Regions from separate parts of the Macaca mulatta genome. Here region 2 is linked to region 1. Evidence: chromatin contacts called from public Hi-C data. All regions are on one chromosome and are shown on one strand. The core of a region is the stretch at or near the end of the contact, and the rest is flanking DNA. Distances in the headings are between cores, read along the strand shown. Region 1 holds the start of LOC144330299. Region 2 holds the start of ATP6V1D (ATPase H+ transporting V1 subunit D).

What was found. Hi-C and Micro-C count contacts between places; a contact is called where the count stands out from the background.
Region 2: a Hi-C map of fetal cortex germinal zone shows a contact between it and region 1, with 2.8 times the contacts expected there. The contact joins the promoter of ATP6V1D here to the promoter of LOC144330299 in region 1. A contact is called at or near these places in 2 of 14 Hi-C or Micro-C datasets (fetal cortex germinal zone and fetal cortical plate).

What each region holds. Positions count from the first base shown.
Region 1 is chr7:139,614,169-139,616,921 of T2T-MMU8v2.0, forward strand. LOC144330299 reads right to left here and starts at 1,376. Exons shown (of 5, transcript XR_013396345.1): 1 at 1,145-1,376. It overlaps GPHN (gephyrin), which reads left to right and starts at 346. Exons shown (of 22, transcript NM_001257815.1): 1 at 346-500. The coding sequence starts at 437.
Region 2 is chr7:140,524,474-140,527,226 of T2T-MMU8v2.0, forward strand. ATP6V1D (ATPase H+ transporting V1 subunit D) reads right to left here and starts at 1,428. Exons shown (of 9, transcript NM_001195715.1): 1 at 1,231-1,428. The coding sequence starts at 1,271. EIF2S1 (eukaryotic translation initiation factor 2 subunit alpha) reads left to right here and starts at 1,936. Exons shown (of 8, transcript NM_001257466.1): 1 at 1,936-2,030.

The DNA of each region.
Region 1 (2,753 bases), core at 126-2,625:
TGTAGCTCCGCCCCTGTCCCCGAGTCCGCCCCCGCAACCTCCAGAGCGTGTGCTCTCCTTTCCTCTCAGTCCTGCCATCTAGCTGCCTTGGGTCTCGCGCTCCGCAGAGCGGCCCGAGCCTCTCCAGCCTCGTTCCGCCGCCTCCGCGCGCTCTCCCCGTGCGGCCACCGACCCCTCCAGCTCGCCTCCTTCCTGCCGGGCTTGGGGTCGCGCGCCCTGACTCCGCCCCCTCCCGCGGACCCGTGCACTCCCGGCGCGGCCTCTCCCCCACGCAGGCCACCGAGCACTCTACGGCCTCCCACTCCTTCCCCGCTCTCCTCGCGCTTCCCTGGCTCCCTAGCTCTCGCGCTCTCCGCGGCGAGCGCGCTCCCGGCCCGCGCGCTCCGGGCTCCAATTTCTCCCGGCTCCTGTCAGTGCGGTGACTGCGCTGGGAAACATGGCGACCGAGGGAATGATCCTTACTAACCACGACCATCAAATCCGTGTCGGAGTCCTTACAGGTAACCGGGGGAGGAGGTGCGGGACCTATGAGGCTGCAGTCCCTGACTTGCCTTAGGCTTTTCGCCTGTGGTGGCCCTTCTCTGCGGCCTCGGGAGGAGGGAAGGCTGAAGAAGGGAACCGCGGGGGTGCATTTTACAACCGCTGAGAACCGCCAGAGATTGGGGGTGTTCCCGCGGGTCCCTTTCCCCAGCCCGCCGGAGCCGTGGTCGACCCCGTGGGATGTCAGGCCCCAGCGCCTTCGGAAACAAAGTCCTGGGCCCCCGGGGACCGAGGGGCCGGTGCGGAGGGCGCTGCGGGATCCTTGCTGTCGGTGCAGGCGGCGGGATCCCGGCTCCGCAGTCTGAAGCATGCCGCTCTCGGCTGGCCCGGACGCATCCTCCGTTAGTGCTCTTCTGAGAGAGGGGGGAATCCCATCTCCACCCCCTTCCTCCCTTTCCCTTCCCCCAACCCGGGCGGCCCCACGCCAGTAGCTGTGCTTGCCCGGACGCGACTCAGGTGTTAATCAGATGAAACTGCTTCTCCTCGGGTTGTCCCTCGCGGGCCGGGCATCCCCTCAGCCACCCATGGGGCACCCTTCGCCTCCTTCGGGGGATGGGGGATCGGCTTGATCCGGACCTCAGAAAGTGTCTGCCTTCTGCCTTACCGAGCAAAGGGCCCTCTGCCTCGTCGTTTCCTTAGCGAGGACGGGCTGCAGCTTGCGGCCGGGGGATCCAGCTCTTTTTACTTGAGAGGGCAGGATTCCCCTACTCGGGCTCCTCTCCCCCTCCTTTCTGGGAACCCCCACCCCGGTGGAGCGTCCCGAGGCTGGTGAGGAGCGCACTTTTCCCGGGTCGCGTTTCCCTCCCTCGCGAAAGCCGTGTGTGCTCTGCATGTCTGATTCCGTTGCGCTGAATGTGGTTAATATCCGTCACTTCGGCGATCGGCAGTTGCTGCAGGGCATGACTTCCAAGATGAACGCCAAGCCGATTTGTAGGGGTTTCTGCTGTGGTTCTGTAGTTGGCAAGGTTTATGTGTAATTGAGTGGCGAGGCGGGGGTTAAAGAACTATATTTGGAATCTGAGGGCTTAGTTTGGAGTGAAGGAAGCTCAAGACTCAGTGATGTGATTTCGGAAAAAGAAGCAATGTGTACGGGAATCCTAGTGTTTCCCTTACTTCTTTTAAAAAAATTTTTTTTAACTGCCAAATTCTGACAGGTCGAGACGGTGCTCGAGAAGGGACTAAATTGAATAAGACTTGCTTTTATTATTAGGTAGAAAAAAAAGGTCTGAGGCTGCCGGCAGATACTGAGTGCAAAGCTTAATTTAGTTGCTGAATTTTATGAAAAGGTGATATCCAAAGCCTCCTTTTCTCTCTTTTAAGTAAAGGATTGCCTTTCCCTGGTATTGTTTCCGTATATCGATGGTGATTAATTGAATTTTCCTAATCAAAAGATCCTTTGGTAGTGAAACTAGTCTAAACCAATTGCAGAAAAGGGAACCCCCAAATCAGAAAGGTACGCGGTTCTCTTCTTTTGATCCTGAAACTGTTTGGTTATGTGAAGATTCAGTTGTATTTCAGAATTCCTGGAACTGACATTGCCAATTTTCGAATAATCTGATGATGGGATGTGAAAGTGTATATCCTTTATCTACCCTCAACTTGCACTTTAAATTCTAGCCATTCTTTAACAATTAATAGAGTAGTGAGAAACCAAAATATGTCAGTTGTCTGTGGAAATAAAAAAGGCCGTAGATGTTTAAAAGTTAAACTGTAGAACTATTTTTAAAATGAACATTTCTGCTTAAGCTTTCCATTAAATAATAGTTTCATTTAACGAATCATCTTAGCTTTGTGAAGTGACATAGCAGGTAGGTGTTGTACAGACTGCTTTGAAAGATGCAGACCTTATCTCGTGTCCCTACAGTCTGATATGGATAACATTGATAGGCAAACAACTCAAGAAACATTGCATGTAATTATTGTGCAAAACTTTTCTAAATACATTTTCTATGAGTTTGGGGTTAACTGCAAAAGAAATTCCATATTCAGATGGATTAGGAGCAAATATGACTACCTGAAGGGAGAATTTAATACATTTGCTAGAGTCAAGAAGAAACTGGCAATTTTAAGGGGAGTTGAAAGTCAGCTGCCACTTTATAAATAAATATGTAGTTGATGGTGAGGCTCCTGAGCAGAATAAAAATGTAATATAAAGGCCTTGGAAAGCTCAAGTGGAATAGGTAGGTGGCATAGGTAAAATGTCAGAGAGAAGA
Region 2 (2,753 bases), core at 178-2,677, 910 kb after region 1:
GAGAAAGGACAGAAAGAGGAAAAACAACAAAACACCCCCACAGAGATAGGACCACAATAAAAGGATCTAAATGTCAGGGTTAAAACTGATTTTCTGCTTCCTCACTGTAAAGAAAAAGGGAAAGCCAGGCGCGGTGGCTCCCACCTATAATCCCAGCCGCCAGGGAGGCTGAGGCGGGAGGATCGCTTGAGCCCAGGAGTTTGAGGCTGCAGTGAGCTATGATCACACCACTGCACTTCAGCCTGGGAGACAGAGCGAGACCCTGTCTCTTATTAAAACAAACAACAAACTAAATAAATAAAAATAAACAGGATGAGGAGGAGAAAGGGAGCGAGTTGTTGGGCACATTTGAGAAAACGTCAAAATTTTCTTTACAAACTAGCCAAAAACCTACAGTGATATGCCACTTTCCTGACAAAGAATTCAGGCCCCAAAAGAAAGGTAGCCCACAACTGAGCGTATTCCCAAGCATGAGTTCTTTCAAGAAATATTTTTTTGTGGACCTTCTATGGATTGTTAAGACATTCTTTCCTCCTGGAGAGAGCCCACAGTCTAGTGGGAGAGAAAGACACATAAACAAATATCTACTTTACAATGTGATGACTGGTATTAACACAGGTCTTAACAAGGTGCAGCGGTGAGAGAGCAAAAGCTGTGCCTCAGAAACACAGGGATATCCTCTCACAGCCGGTGACATTTGGTGGGATCTTGGAAAATGAGTAAGGGGATCCAAGATCGAATCCGAGGACTATGCTAAGGCGATTCGATTCCATCCCCACTTTGGCTTAGGGACCTCTTCTATATCCTCAGTAAACGTCCCTTCTCAGAGCATTTATTAAAACCTCCTTGGCCTTTCCAGACGAATGTCTGGCTACATAAACTGTGAGCTCTGTGAGGGCAGAGGTGGCGACGGTTCAGTTATATAAATCCAGTGCCCGGCTCAGTAAGGGTATGTGGAATGGATGAATCCATTAATGAATAAAGACAGCGGGCCTCCACAAAAGCCCGCCGGCCGGGCGCCTTTTCCTACCCGCTGGGATCGCTTCATCCAGCCTGATTCACTCAGGAGGAATGTGCGAAGAGGCCGTCACGAAGCTTCGCCCTAGACTCAAGAAAAGAGCCTGGGAAAAGCTCAAGAAACAAGGACCCTCACTGTGGCCCAGGGTCTGAAGGGATCGCGCTCTGGGTTCCTAACCCTGTGAAAGCGGCTCATCCCATTCCTTTACTTACATTCTCGAGGGAAAGATTTCAATTCGGTCTTTGCCCGACATTCTGACGATAACTGTTCGGCTCGGGTCCCCGGCCGGGCAACCGAGGCTACAACAGCTCCAGAACTGGCCTCCACAGTGACTTCCTCTACAGGAGTCAGCTGGTTGTGTCACTTGACCCCCTCTCGTTGCTAAGAAGCAGCAGGGACACCCATTTTCACTTCCGCTTCCGGTTGTCAAGAGGAGGAAGGGGGAGGACAGAACAGAGGCGTTGCCCGGATGTCTAGGCGCGCGCACCGCGGAACCATCCCTCAATTCCGGTTCGCCTCCCAACCCCTCCCCATCCAGCTTCCCTGAGGCTGCGCAATACGCGGCACGTGCCAGGCCAAAGACTAGGAGCGAAGCGTGCACGCCTTGTTTCTCTCCACCTGTCGTCTCTGGTCACAGCGCCATCTCATGGTTAGCTGAAACTGTGAACGAGGATACATTCTTCAGGGGCAAGGAATCAGAGTCCTATGTCTTTCTCGCGCCTTGAATGTTACTTAGCTAAAGCTAAGATAGCGAGAAACCGTACTTTTCGGGTCCTTCCATGATCTACATTCGTCCTTGTTCTCGGAGGACCCAGACTCTATGGTTAATGATGAAGAGGGGTCTCTATTCGTTCAACGCTTGCGCAATACGAGGAGGTTCCGCATGCGCAGTCGGGTGACCGAAGCGCACGCTGAGGAGGATCGGCGGCCGGTGAGGGAGAAGCAAGTCTGGTCTCTCTGATTAAAGAAGGCGGCTGTGGTCTCCACTGCGGGAATCACACACATACCTCAGGTGACTAATCCCAAGCTCGGTTTCTCCAAGAACTCACTTTGGTTTGTGTCCAGTGACATGGGTGTTCGAGAGCGGGTAGGCCCCGGGCTAACACCTCCCTTTCCCGTCCCTGCGCGGGAAGTGGCTGGACAGCACCGCCGCCACCCGCGCTGTCGTGGGCCTCGTCGCCGGCTCCGTGTAGGTCATCCTGTGTTCCAGAGGCGTCGTTGTTCCAGCAGAGGAATCTCGTAAAGGAAAGTGGGCCGAGTGGATTGTACAGCCTCTACAATATGCCGAAAGTGAGAATGCCTTGACGATGGGGCGGCCTCGGGAGAACGTCGTGACACCCTAACTCTTACCCCCAGCTCAGGACGCTGAGCAGTTTGCTTTTTCCAGGTCTGAGAATTCCATCTTTTCTTCCGCCCCAACAGTTCTACCGAAATTTCCCCCTGCTTCTCAGTGGAAACCAAACTGGACTCTTACCTGAGAAACGTGTGGGACGGGCACCGTGTTGGAAAGAGCGGGGTCCGAGTAGTTTTTCATCTGATAATTGAATGAGTCACCCTTTGAATCAAAACTAAATGAGACTTGAGTTTATTACTGTTACTATCAGTTTGTTTTATGTTGGCGACAATGAGAATAGAACTGTGTTAAGCATATGTTAGGTTAACTATGCTAAGCATAACAGAAAACCTAAGATAAGGAAATATTTTCGGGTTAAATACACAGTCATCCCTGGGTCTC